Linked DNA regions of Athene noctua: region 2 is linked to region 1. The links are chromatin contacts, called in public Hi-C maps. All regions are on one chromosome and are shown on one strand. The core of a region is the stretch at or near the end of the contact, and the rest is flanking DNA. Distances in the headings are between cores, read along the strand shown. Region 1 holds the start of ATP5MC3 (ATP synthase membrane subunit c locus 3). Region 2 holds the start of HOXD13 (homeobox D13).

Evidence for each region. A called contact is a pair of places that touch in the nucleus more often than the background predicts.
Region 2: a contact with region 1 is called in a Hi-C map of heart, with 5 times the contacts expected there. The contact joins the promoter of HOXD13 here to the promoter of ATP5MC3 in region 1. A contact is called at or near these places in 2 of 2 Hi-C or Micro-C datasets (heart and liver).

What each region holds. Positions count from the first base shown.
Region 1 is chr7:24,757,185-24,763,493 of bAthNoc1.hap1.1, reverse strand. ATP5MC3 (ATP synthase membrane subunit c locus 3) reads left to right here and starts at 2,747. Exons shown (of 5, transcript XM_074911319.1): 1 at 2,747-2,876; 2 at 2,961-3,038; 3 at 4,016-4,093; 4 at 4,464-4,657; 5 at 5,996-6,242. The coding sequence starts at 3,000. The coding sequence ends at 6,110.
Region 2 is chr7:25,129,981-25,136,289 of bAthNoc1.hap1.1, reverse strand. HOXD13 (homeobox D13) reads right to left here and starts at 3,680. Exons shown (of 2, transcript XM_074910983.1): 1 at 2,963-3,680; 2 at 1,916-2,166. The coding sequence starts at 3,680. The coding sequence ends at 1,916.

The DNA.
Region 1 (6,309 bases), core at 1,498-3,997:
GGCTTTTCTAAAAATAAGGACAAAAGGACTGGGAGAATCTGTATGGGTTCACGGGAAGCCTTCAGAAGGCTCAGGAAATCTGGGATGATCTTTCTCTTTCCCTTCTGGGATAAGACCACACTAGTGAACCAACCACAGCTACCAGTCACTTGCAGTTCTTACTGCCTTGACATAAACCTGGCTCAGCAGCAGGGAGCTGTGGGAGAGCAGTGGACCGGCTTTTCAGGCACCACATACTGCTCAAACTGCTGCACTGTATCTTCTTTGCCAGAGGCAAAATGGGGAGGAAACCTCCTCTGGCAGCCTTGGATACCGCCCACATGCATAACTGGCCCTGCCTGGGAGAGACAGTTGGAAAACTGGGCATCTGTTCTAAGAGGTTTTGAGAGTTTAAGATAAAATTCCAAGTAGAATAAGCTTTCAGAAATGTGGTGAGCAGTTACAAATTCCACTGTTCTTCAGTGCACCAATGCACTTCCTTGGGGACCTAGCAGCAGGTCAACCAGATAGGAAACAGCATGAGATTAACAGAAGATCTGCTTGAATTAAACTGAACACGGTCCCCAGAGATCAGTAACTGCTCTTCTAACTCTTCCTGAAAGCAACAGCTGAGTTGCACGTAAGATACAGTATCAGCTGTTATGCCTTAAAAGCAACAATAAACAATGGTTTAATGGTGGTTTTGACGTTCAGATCAAACAGCTTGTGAATGCATTATTTGCAAAACATTCCAGGTGGGAATCATGACAGAAGAGGGCACTTTCATGAAAGAAGAGGGTTTCCTTTTAACACTCTTCTGAATCCATGTGACTTCACACTGTGTGTATACAGGTGTGTAATGTCCACTTTCTTCTGCATTCAGGAGAGCTGTGGGAAGATCCATTTTATGGCTGGAGGTCCACACCAGTAGATTCCCAACTAACTGCTGTTGCTTCCTTCTAGGAACAAGCGAATTTCTTCATTGCAAACAGCCTGCTTGCTGCCACACTTCCTAAGGGAAGCACACTACTTCATAAATAGTGCGCAAGTTACATTTAAGTCATTCCACCAGTACAGCATCTACATTTGCTGTACGGTTTTATTCATGGTGCTGGAAATATTTGTTACCACAATAGCATGTATTGAAAATTTTTTTAAAGTTAAAAGTTCTGCCTAACCATTAAAGGGTCTTAGTGTTTGTCTACGAAGAACCAGTCAACAGGCACTGCAGGTCTGCCCGTTCACCTCAGTTCCCAAACAATGGGTGTAAGATGTGAAAAGAAAGAAAAAAGCAGGAAACTTATAACCTCTTTTGCTGGTCTTTATAGAGTCCCTGTTTCTGGCTGCACACCAGAACCAAACCAAACTTGCTGTTGGGTTTGAGGCAGGGAGCAGAAAGCTGGGAAATTCAAACTGTACCGTTGCCTCTCAGCTTAGGACCTACAGCTGAGTACAACTCCACTGTACCTAAGGATCATAAGACACTGCCTTGTAGTGTCATTTAAAAAAAAGCAACATTATCCTTAACATTAGTATGCATCTGTGCAAAGTGCCTATTGATCACGTTTGCTGGTGGGTGTTCAAGTTGCTGATAAGAAGTAGGTCTCAGCTGTATGGCACCTGTGGTTTAATCAGTGACAGCAACATCAATAGTCGTGTAAGTTTGAGGAAGCCAGCAGCTAACTCCCAAGAGACTGTGCTGTATTCCTGTCCCTAAACCCAATGCCCTTACCCTCTTACTCACCCCTTCTGAGACAGTTTGTAGGACATCGACTATTTTAGAATTTAAATCTATTTTTATGGCACAGATTGTATCAAAAATTGTGCAACTTAAATGTTACCCAGTGTTTTACCTGAAGTGTTAATTTTTCTGCATTTTTTCCTAGTTGGCACTAATACCACTTACAGTGGTAAATGACCATTAAAATAACAATCCTATTTAATAATATTTATTTTAAATTATTATTTAAATTATTACATTTAATTTAAAAATAATAATCTAATTTAAATGACCATTAAAATAACTATCAAGCGAAGAACATCAAAGAACAAGTGATTAAAGCAGGAATCTCGGGAACACATGCTCAGCTCAGTGATGAAATTGTCCCAATTAAGCTTGACTAAAAAGGATTTTTTCGTTACTTGGGTGTGAACCTGCCCATCATGAGAAAGTGACTCTGATTACACAGTAGGGGCCTCTGGAACACTTCCGGACGCGCCTCCTTTTTCTGTGAGTGAACCTCGCCCCGCGGGGCCCGAGGAGTTCCGGGCACGTTTCTGCACTTAGTGACCGCCCCGCCCCGGACAGCGGCAGCAGCTCCCGCCGGGCACGGGCGTTCCCGGCCGCGGGGCCTCGGTTTCCTCTTGGCCTTCCCCGCGGCGGCGGCGCCACGCCCCCTCCCTCAGCGGAACGGGCCGCAGCTCTTCAGAGCCCGCCCCGTAACGAGCCCTCTCCGCGCCGCCGGGGCGAAGCGACCCCGTCCGCCCCACGCCCCTTCCGCAGGGTCTCAGGGTGCCGGTCCGCGCCGCCCCCAAGCGCGGGGTTTCAGCGGCAGCAGGGCCGCCGGGCCGGGCCCCTGACGTGCTGCGCACTTCTGCCTCGCGGCCCCGACTGCCGCGCTCCGGCCGCGCCGCGGACCCGCCGCCGCCCGCGGCGCTCGCCCCGCCCCCCCGGCCTCGGCCCGGCGCGGGCAGCGCCACTGCGGCGGCGCCGCGGGGCGGGGCGGGGCGATGCGCGCGCGCCCCCCGCCGCCGCCAATAGGGTGGGTACAAAGTGACCTTGGCGCCGCGCACCGCCCCCTTCCGCCGCGCGGCATCCGGGCGCCTGCGGGCGGCCCCGCCGCGCCTGCGCAGAGACGCCCCGGCCCGACGGCTCTGAGGTGCGGCAGCCGGAGCGGGTGAGTGGGGGCGCCGCGCCATCCGCCCTCATCGCCGCCCCTGCCCGCCGCCGCGGGCCCCTCACTCTCTTCCTCTTTCCGCAGAGACACCGGATTGTGGCCCCTGGGACGCCGCCCGCGAAGATGTTCGCTTGCGCCAAGCTCGCCACCTCGCCCTCCCTGGTGAGTGGGGGCGCCCGGGCCCGCGGGGGGCGCCTGGGCCTCCTCGCCGGCCGCGTCTCGGGCGGCGGCGGTCGGGGGGCGCCCGGGGGTCGGACGGGCCTCTGAGTCCCCCGGCAGGCTCCTCGAACGAGCCTTGGCCGGGGGCTGCCCGCCCGCTCGAGTGCGAAGGGACGAGGAGGGGGAGCGAGCTGCGTCGGGGCCGGGTTCTCCTTCCCGCCTGCTTGGCGTGGGCCAGGGCCCTTTGCCAAGGTGAGGGGCCTTCCCACGCGAGCGGTGAAGGGGGAGGGCAGCGCAGTGAGAAGCTCTTGGGCCTGGTGCGCTCTGCGCCTTGCTGTAGGTCAAACTCCAGCCTGTTGCTTGTCCTCTGTAGGGCCGGGATCTTTTGCCCTTGCAGAAACAAGGGGCTGTGTTGCTCGAAAATGTCCTCTCCAGCCTGCAGAAGGTCTTGTTTTGTATGGTGCAGGCACAGGCTTCCCCTGCAGCAAGTTTTGTGCAAGAGCCGATATGACCTTAGACTGCTGGAAGCCCAAGGACACATGCAGGCCGCTTGTGAAAGAGAATTCATTCATTTGTGTCTCGCTAGGTTTAGAAGTCTAGGTTATGTGTGTGCATTTAACAGCTTCGGAATTAATTTTGAAGGCTTCTGTTTTTTCATTTGAAAATGTATGTCACTGACTGCTGGTCTGTCTGGCTTTTTTGTCACTGTTTTGATGCATTTTCTGCCAGTGTAATGCATGTGCAGGTTCATTGAATAATGTAGCTATTTGCAATAATAGCTCGTGAAAATGATGCTATCAAATTGCATGGTAGTGTTTGCTTCTGTATTGTTTATTGTATATCCAGCTATGCAAAGATTACTGTCTTTCAAGTAAGACAAATGGCTTAGTAGATAATAGCCTTAAATCTTATGTTCTATTGTATGGGAACAGCTGTGATCAAATGTTTCTTTTTTTATAGCTTTTTTCCTCCTCTTGCAGATCCGTGCTGGATCAAGAGTCTTGTACAGACCAATTTCGGCATCTGTGTTGTCTAGGCCAGAGGTCAAGAATGGAGAGGTACCTTATAAACAAAATTCTGTATCTTCCTAAATTACCTGGTGAGCCTAAATGTCCTCAACCTAGAGTTCACTTGTACTAACTCAAATACCTGTAGTGTGACACTTGCTTTAAGTCAAACACCTAATAATATGTGTTGCTTTTTTGCTGTTTCCCCTGAAAAGTCTTTCACATTTAAATTTGATTGCTTTCAGGTGGAACAGGTACTGTTCTGAAGTTTTTAACTCTTGGTTAAAGTTTCATCACTTGGAAGAGGAACTAGACATTGGATCTAATACAGCTTTTAGAAGTGCAGAATAACACTATCAAAGTGGTCATAGAAAATGGTTTCTGACTGAATATAATGCTTTTTCATATTTTGTTTTCTTAGGGCAACTCAACACTTAACGGGGCCCAAAATACTGTCTCCCGACTAGCACTTAGAGAATTCCAGACTAGTGCTATCAGCAGGGACATTGACACTGCTGCCAAATTTATTGGTGCTGGTGCTGCCACAGTAGGTGTGGCTGGTTCTGGTGCTGGAATTGGAACAGTCTTCGGTAGTCTAATCATTGGTTATGCCAGGTAATCAATCTCTCTCTCTTACAAAACTCTTTAATTGCATGCAGATACATCTTGAGACAGCACCCCCAGATAAGCTAAGTTGTAGTAAGGGTGATGGCACTGTAATAAGTTCTGATAAGAATTACTATTATTGGTAAACATGGCTAAACAGAATTACATGAAACTGTATATTTATCAGGATGGCTCTGTTGTTAAAGTCAGAATTTTGTCCACTCTGCCTGTAGAAGAGATGTGAAAGAAATAAGGGGATTAGACTTAGTGGTTTGGTCACTGAAGTCCAATGTTTCAGCATTCAGTTCCAGAACTGAATTAAAAATCTAGCCGGATCTTTTCCCACGTGAAGGGAGAAGTCGTAAAAAGAAACTATGAAAACTGGTAATAAGCTTGAGTCTGTATACTTTGGATTTTGTGGTCAGGAGTGTTATTTAGAAATGGATACTTAATTCAGTTTTCTAACTCATCTCAGAATATGTAATTTATCGAGTGAGTAATCATTCCAGAAATCTGAAGGGGTTGAGGGTGGGGATTTTTAGTAGGGCTGAACTTCTGGATAAGTTTATAATGAATAGTTCACATGATATGATAGGAGAACTGATATAGGCATAAAAAAGCTTTAATGAAGGTTTCACGTTCTTCATTACTCTTTTAACCAGTTAAGACTTAATGAAGTCTTGTTTCGAAATGATTTTTTTTAAGCTCTACTGAAGACAAGGAACTTCACTTTCCACTTGAAGAAGCATAAATGTTTTCAATACAAAACTAATGTCTCCTTTTTTTTGAATTTGGTGTGAACATGTCTATCAGAGGTTATAGAACATGATTTCATAGCCTTATGTTGAAGGGGTTTTTTTCTCCCACACTCTTCATGGAGTGTTAATTCCTTGCGTTTTTGCAGAAAACTGCTGTGTGTTTCTTTTTTTCACTCTAGGTGGTTTCAGTTCCAGTATTTGAGAGCTACTTAAAATGTTACACACAGATTTCATTGGAATGTAGTTCTGATGTTACAGAGGTGGAATAAATTTATAAAGCATAGTGCTGATTCACGCATAGGAGAATGTAGAGAACTCAAATTCAAAAGCCTATATGAATGTAGTCACAAAATGTGTGCTCATTTGGAGAAGCTGTGTACAATCTGCATAACCTGAATGAAATCTTAGTTGCCAGTCTTCAGTGATGTCCCTGCTAAAAATTACTCTGGCTTGGATTTATTGGATTTTTCCTGTTATGGAATCTGTGGCAAGGAAGTATGAGGTTCTGAATCTGTCAGATACATTAAACTGTATGAAAAGCATCTCAATTGTAAAAATAAAAAGGTCTTACACCTTCGCTTTCTTTTAGAAATCCTTCTCTGAAGCAGCAGCTGTTCTCATATGCTATCCTGGGATTCGCCCTGTCTGAAGCTATGGGTCTCTTCTGTCTGATGGTTGCTTTCTTGATCCTATTTGCCATGTGAAAGGAGATCTGCCTGTAATATTGGCATTGGAATGTAATTCTGCATTTTATGGGACTCCCAAAATGTTGGTATCATGGAAATTGATGCTATTTCCAAAGTCATTTCATTAAAGATAACAACTTTAACTGTCAACCTGTTGCCTGCATTTATTACCTTTCTCACTAGGGTATCTGGAAGATAGCATCTTGTCATTCAGTCA
Region 2 (6,309 bases), core at 2,431-4,930, 370 kb before region 1:
GCCGCCGGGCACCGGTCAAGCAGAGCCGGGCTCCCGGCGAGAGGGAAAAGGACAGAGCCTGCCCTGCCTCCCACCCCGGGTAATTCTCGCCGGCAGCATTTCTCTCTCCCCAAAACCCCTTTCCCAGCTGCAAGGCGCTCTCGGATACGCCTTTCCCTTCTTTAACGCGCCTCGTATCGTATCTACCTCTCCTTTCCCAAGAACCGCGTCCTCTAAGTGGCCCTAGGAAGATCCCAGGCAAGCCTGGAGCCCGCGAAACGCTCTACTGCAAAAAGAAGGCGACTTTCTTTCTCTCTTTATATGTATATATATCGAAAAGAAATCGTTTTATTAAAGACGGTTCGGGAACAGTTTGGCAATATCGTTAACAGCTTGGAAGTTCAGCCCATATTTCCAACACAAGGTAAAAGCAGACTTTAAGACAAGAAAAGGAAAAGATATGGTTTATGGAGAAATAGTATTACCGTATGTCTTACCCACATACACTGGTAATCAAAGTGTTTAGAGCAATAGTATATTATAATAAATAATACTAGTTCGGAACACACACGTTTTAACAATTAGACGAGGCACATTAACAGAGAGGATATCGCTTCTCTCTCCTAGTAGTTGACTAGCGTGTCTGATCACCCTGTGTATATCATAACATGCACACTAGGTTTAAAATAATAAAAAAATCGACAAAATCCTAGCCTTTCGGCCTATATAAATTATGGCGTCTTTTGAAATTCCTTATTTATTGCTTCTGTCATTAACACCCGTTTATTTTTTGTAAATTAAAAGTTAGCGGTGAACTTCATTTCTCCGACCAGGAGGGTTTTTTTATGCGCCGTAGCGGGAGGAAGGAGAAGAGTCTTGTGCTTGTCCGGACAGACAGGTTAGAGCGAGCATTTTACACAAGGTCTGTGCAGGTTTATACACACCTCTGCAGGGGCAGCCTCTCCCCGGGCTGCAGGACGAGCCGGCCCAGCACTCCTGCCGAAAGCGCTTCCCCGAGGTGCCCGAGCTGCGCTCCCGCGGAGCGCCCGGCCGCGCAGCCCCCGCCCGGGCCCGAAGCGGCCCTTCCCGGGAACCGGCGGCTCCTTTTCAACCGGGGAATATGAAATCCTTCCACTGAAAACGAAACCGTGGCAAAAAAAATCAAAAAAAAACCCCCAAAAAACCCAAACCCAACAAAAAACCAACAACAACAACAAAAAAAAACCACCCCAAAAAACCCCAAACAGAAAACCAATCCCAAACCTGCGGAAGTGGGGACCGCGGTGGTACGTGCCTGGGACTGTGCTTTGCGCCCCGCAACAGCTCGGAGAGATTCGCCCTCCCTCGAAAAAGCAATTAAAAATCCAGCTGCAGACGTTACCCTCCACGCAATTCGCAATTCTCTCCGGGTCCCGGTGGGCTCGGCGGGTTTTGGCAGCAGCCGGGTGCTGCCACGGGTCCGGACTCTGGCTTTCTTACATTTTCCGATCGATTTTTTTTTTTTTTTTTTCACTCGGCATGTTTTGAAGTTTACGATACCAAATCAAAACTGACACTTTTTGGCACTGGCTGTTGTTCAGAGAAAAAAAAATTACAGAAAACCCCCCAAAGAGTTAATCATTTAAGAAAGTTATAACTGTAACCGTTCAACATATTTAAATTCGTTTATACTGGCCTAGAGGGAAGAACAGAAAATATAATTAATATTAATATTATTATTATTTTCAAAAGGAAGAAACAGAACTATAATTCAAGATTTGTCAGCACTCCCTTCCACTGAGAGAAAAACGCTGACTTTTATGGAAAACAATTCCCGAAATTTCGCCACCGCTGGAAGGAGAAAAAAAAAAATTAAATATATTTTCAAGTCTTTCCAAAAGTCTTTAGCTGGTCGTAAATTGAGTTTATATATCCATCACTGTCCGCAACTAATAGATCAAGATACATTGTCTTTCAGTTTGGAGACTATTTTCTTATCCTTCACCCTCCTGTTCTGAAACCAAATGGTAACTTGTCTCTCAGACAGGTTTGTGGCTGCGGATATCCTTCGCCTCTTGTCCTTGTTAATGAACTTGTTAATGGCATATTCATTCTCGAGTTCTTTAAGCTGCAGTTTTGTGTACGGCACTCGCTTCTTTCTCCCACGCCGGTAGACACACATATCGGGCTGGTTTAGTGCAACGTCCCCTATTGTAAAAGACATTATGTGAAAAATTAGAATTTTATTACAGGCGTTTAAAGCTTAACCGATACTTGTTGGGCACTGTTTTTTCACGGGCAAATAAATAATGCCGGGTTGTTTACAGTTTATTATTATTTACACTGCCACATTATTTGCAGTTAGTAAAGCACCAAAACCTTGATGGACTGTCATCACTTTTGAGGCATGCATGGCTAGCGAGCAGGCAGGGCGGCGGGGGCATTGGCTGGGGAGCCGGGAGCAGGTCGGTCCTGGCAGCGCACACACAGGAATCGCTTTGGTGTGTGTTTCCCCGGGTTTGTTTGCATGTGGTTTGCGCCTCTGTGCCCTCACTACTCGCAGTCTCTTAAGTGCTCTGGGGGCGGCTCAGCCGCCGACCGGAGCGGCAGAGGAGCGCAAACCTCCGCGCCGTCGTCCTGCAAACTGCGAACGCGAGTCCGACCCCGAGCGCCGAGGGAAGCAGCGGGGGAAGGAGCCCCGGGCCGGGCCGGTGCCCGCGGGGCCGGGGCCCTGGCGCTGGGGGGGGGGGGGGGCGCCGGGCTCTGTCCCGCGGGGTGGAAAGCAGAGGGTGAGGTTTCCTCGGGGGTAGGTGGGGGGTGGGGGTGGGGGGGGGAAGGAAAAAGGAAAATCCACCGTCCTCCCCTCTCTCTCCGCTCTGTGCGTGTCTGTGCAGCGTGTCCACCCCGGCAGGCCGCCCCTGCAGCCCGGGGGGCGGGGGAGGGGACGGGCAGGCGGAGGAGGCGCGGGGGGGTTCAGCTCAGACCATTTCTCTCCCTCTCGTACCTGGAAAGGACGATTTCCAAAAGTGTGAGCTCTGTGTCTGATCTTTGGCACAGTAAACCTGACTATTCCAGCCATTAGCCAGAGTCCAAGACTGATAGCCCTCCATTGATATGTATGTTTCGTGTCTCGGTTCCCCAGAGCCAAACGTTGAGACCATGTCTATGTACCCAGGAACGTGCTGGTAGGGGGTTGTATAGCCCTGGTAGAAGGACACTTCCTTCGCCCTGGAGGAGACTTCATTGGCGGGGACACTCGTGCTGGTCAGACTGGAGACGTCCATGTACTTTTCCACGGGAAAGCCGCCAATGGAGGCATGGGGGGGAGACTTCAGGGCGTTTTGCTGGATCCCAACCCCGTGGGACATCCTGCAGCTATAGTATCCATTGCCAAAGTGATACCCATAGCCGAGCGCGGGGGCGGCGGCCGGCGCGGCGGAGCCCGGGCAGTCCTTGGCCGGGGGGTCGGGCCTCGCCGCCGCCCCCGAACGCTCCCCTCCGCCGGCGTACGCGAACCCCGAGGCGGCGGCGGCGGCAGCGGCGGCGGCGGCCGCTCGGCCCGTGTGCGCCGCCCCGAAAACGGGCGAGGAGAGAAAATTACGGCACTGCCCGGGGGCTCCGCCGCCGCCGCCGCCTCCGCCGCCGCCGCCGCCGCCGCCGCTGCTGTCGCCGCGCAGTCCGTCCATCTCCCAGCTCGCTGCTTTGCTCATGGCCTTGCACATCGCGGGCGGCGGCGGCGGCGGCTCGGTCCCCGGCCGGGCATGATGCAAATGGTTATTTGCCTCCAACAGGTTGGATCCTGGCGGTACGTTTATAAAAACGAAGTCCAGGTTGGGAGGGGGGACGGGGGTGGGGGCGGCCGGCTGCAGATTAGTTTGCCTCAGCCCGGGGGGCTGCTCATAGGCTGCCGTCGAAACATGTGACCCTCCCGCTGCCCGCACTGCCCCTTTCGCCGCGCAGCCCCCCGGTCCGCACCGACGGCGCCCCCCCCCCCCCCCCCCCCCCCCCCCCCCCGCCTTCCCACCCCCGCCCCGCCGCCGCGCTCCCGCCCCGCCGCGGCCCCGGCGCTGAGGAGAGGTGGGTTGGGCGGGCGGGCGGCGGTGATGCCCCTCCGGGCCAGCCTCGCCCCCGTCGCTTTCATCCCCCCCCTTCCCCCTGCCCGCGGCTTCAAAAGGGCCAGCTCCTCCGCTGGCCCTTTTGAAGCCGCGGGCGGGGGCCCTTTTTGAAGCCGCGGGCAGGGGTCTGACCGGATCCCCGGCGAGACCTTCCCCAGCTCATTGTTGTGTCTGCGGCAGGGGGAAAAAAGCCGACACGGTCTTTGTATCCCATCCTCCCAACCTCCCTCCTTCCCTGCGAGGTATGGACTAGAAGGGCTTTGTTATAGGGAAGAAGGGATCCCCTGGCTCCACTGAGCTCTCGGTCTCTGGGAGACCTCCCCCCTCTAGCCCCCCAGATATTGCTACCAGTCAGGAAAAGGCACCGGGCTCTGCGCGCAGCGCAAGATGCTAAACCTGGCACTCATTAGATGTGGCTTTTTTCCCCTTGCAGTGTCAGTTCATGTCGTGGTAAAGCAGCCTAGTTAAAACACAGCGTTTGCTTATGCTGACGGCTGTTCTGAGGGTGACTTCCCAAGACTGTGGCAAATCCTTCTGTCGTCTCTCTCGACTCTCCCGCTGAGCCGGGATGGAAATTCCAGGAGCGCGAAGAGCTGGAAATGAAGAAAGCTCTGAAGATGAGTCCCAACCCCAGTCCCAGCCCCTGCCCCTCTGGGCTGGCTCCGCGGTTGTGTATTGCAGACACTTAACCCTCTCTCGGGCGCGGAGGGCAACAAGTTGCTGGGAAAGGCGGCAGCTCCACGGGGAAGGGCAGGGAAACTCCGCGCCGGCTGAGAAGCTTATAGCTGGGGCCGTGTTTACTGCCCCAGCGGAGGCTCAGGCGCAGGAGAGAAGAGAGGCAGCCGCCGTGGAGGTGAAAGTCAGTGCTGACACGCTTTCGGGGCTGGGGGTGCCCTTGCTGAGCAGCCCGGGAGGGCGGTGACGGGGACCCCGGGCTGCTGCCCCGCCGCGGGCGCGGAGGAGCCGAGCGGGAGCGCTGCAGGTCGCGCAGCAGCCGCCCGTCCCGCAGCCCTGCCGCGTAGCCGCTCTAATAATGCCGGGCCGTTTCTGGAAGCGGGATGAGGAATGACAAACGGGTGCCAGTAATCACAGCAACAACCGGATGGCAAGCACGAGTTCACGTTCATTAGCTCTAACCACTTAATTGTTATTAATCTTTCATAATCAGCTAAGAAGTGAGCCAGACATGATTACGTGTTTCGCTCGAATAAGCCGAATCAGTATTTACGCTCAGGACATGAAACCCTACATAATTAGGAGGACGCTTTGTCGAGGTAGAAGTTTCTCATCCTTTTATGTTTCTACACGCAGCTTTCTAGTGAAAACATTGCTAACACAGTAAAGTCCCAAAACCCGAAAGGCTTTATTTGTTCGGACATCTTTCCACTTGTATTCCCATCTCCCGTTGTGATTCCTCTCGCAATAAATGCAGTGAAATTTTCTCTCCCGTCACGACATTTTAAATAAGGCCGCCGAAAGAAAGGAGCACCTAAAGCACAGGGTTTCGGAGCTTTCTGAGCTCCCTTACATCAAAGCAAACCACGGTGCAGCCGCAGGGACGCTCGCAGAGGACCCTCAGCCCTGTCGAGCCCTCTGCTCCAGAGAGACCCGCTCGGTGTCCCCGAAAACTGTCTTTGGGCGGGTTTATGACCAACCACTTCAGTTCTATAATGAGCCGTTTTGTGGAGAGTGTAGAAAACAGCACTGCCTTGTACGGCAGGATATTATGCACACGAATAAAAATAATGAGCTCATGAGCCAAGGTTGGATCCCCGAGAGCATCCGCCCTGTTTACAAGTGGCAGGACGTCCCGCACCCTCGGGGCCGAGGGCTGTGCAGGGCGTCGTGCTGGGGCCCCGGTCTCGGTCCCGGTCCCGGTCCCGGTTCCGGCCCCGGCCCCGAGCAGTCCGTCGCCCCCCTGCCCGGGGAGGACAGTCCCCATCGAGACTTCGCCCCGCGGCAGGCAGGGCGACGTGCCGCGCTCGCCGGGCCTCTGCCCACGGGACAGACCTTGCCTTCCCCCGGCAGGGACTCCGCGGGTGCCCAGCGCCCCGCGGAGCAGCATTGCATTTTCCAATGACACATTGCACGGGAATCTGCATAATACACGAGCTAGATAGCATCGTGGCAGTAAATGACTGTGTTCTCCCTCCGAAAAAGATTTTTGTCCTGAAATTATCTCATTTCCTCAGATACATTTGCCATGATTTAACACAGTCAGGACTCCACTCAAGCT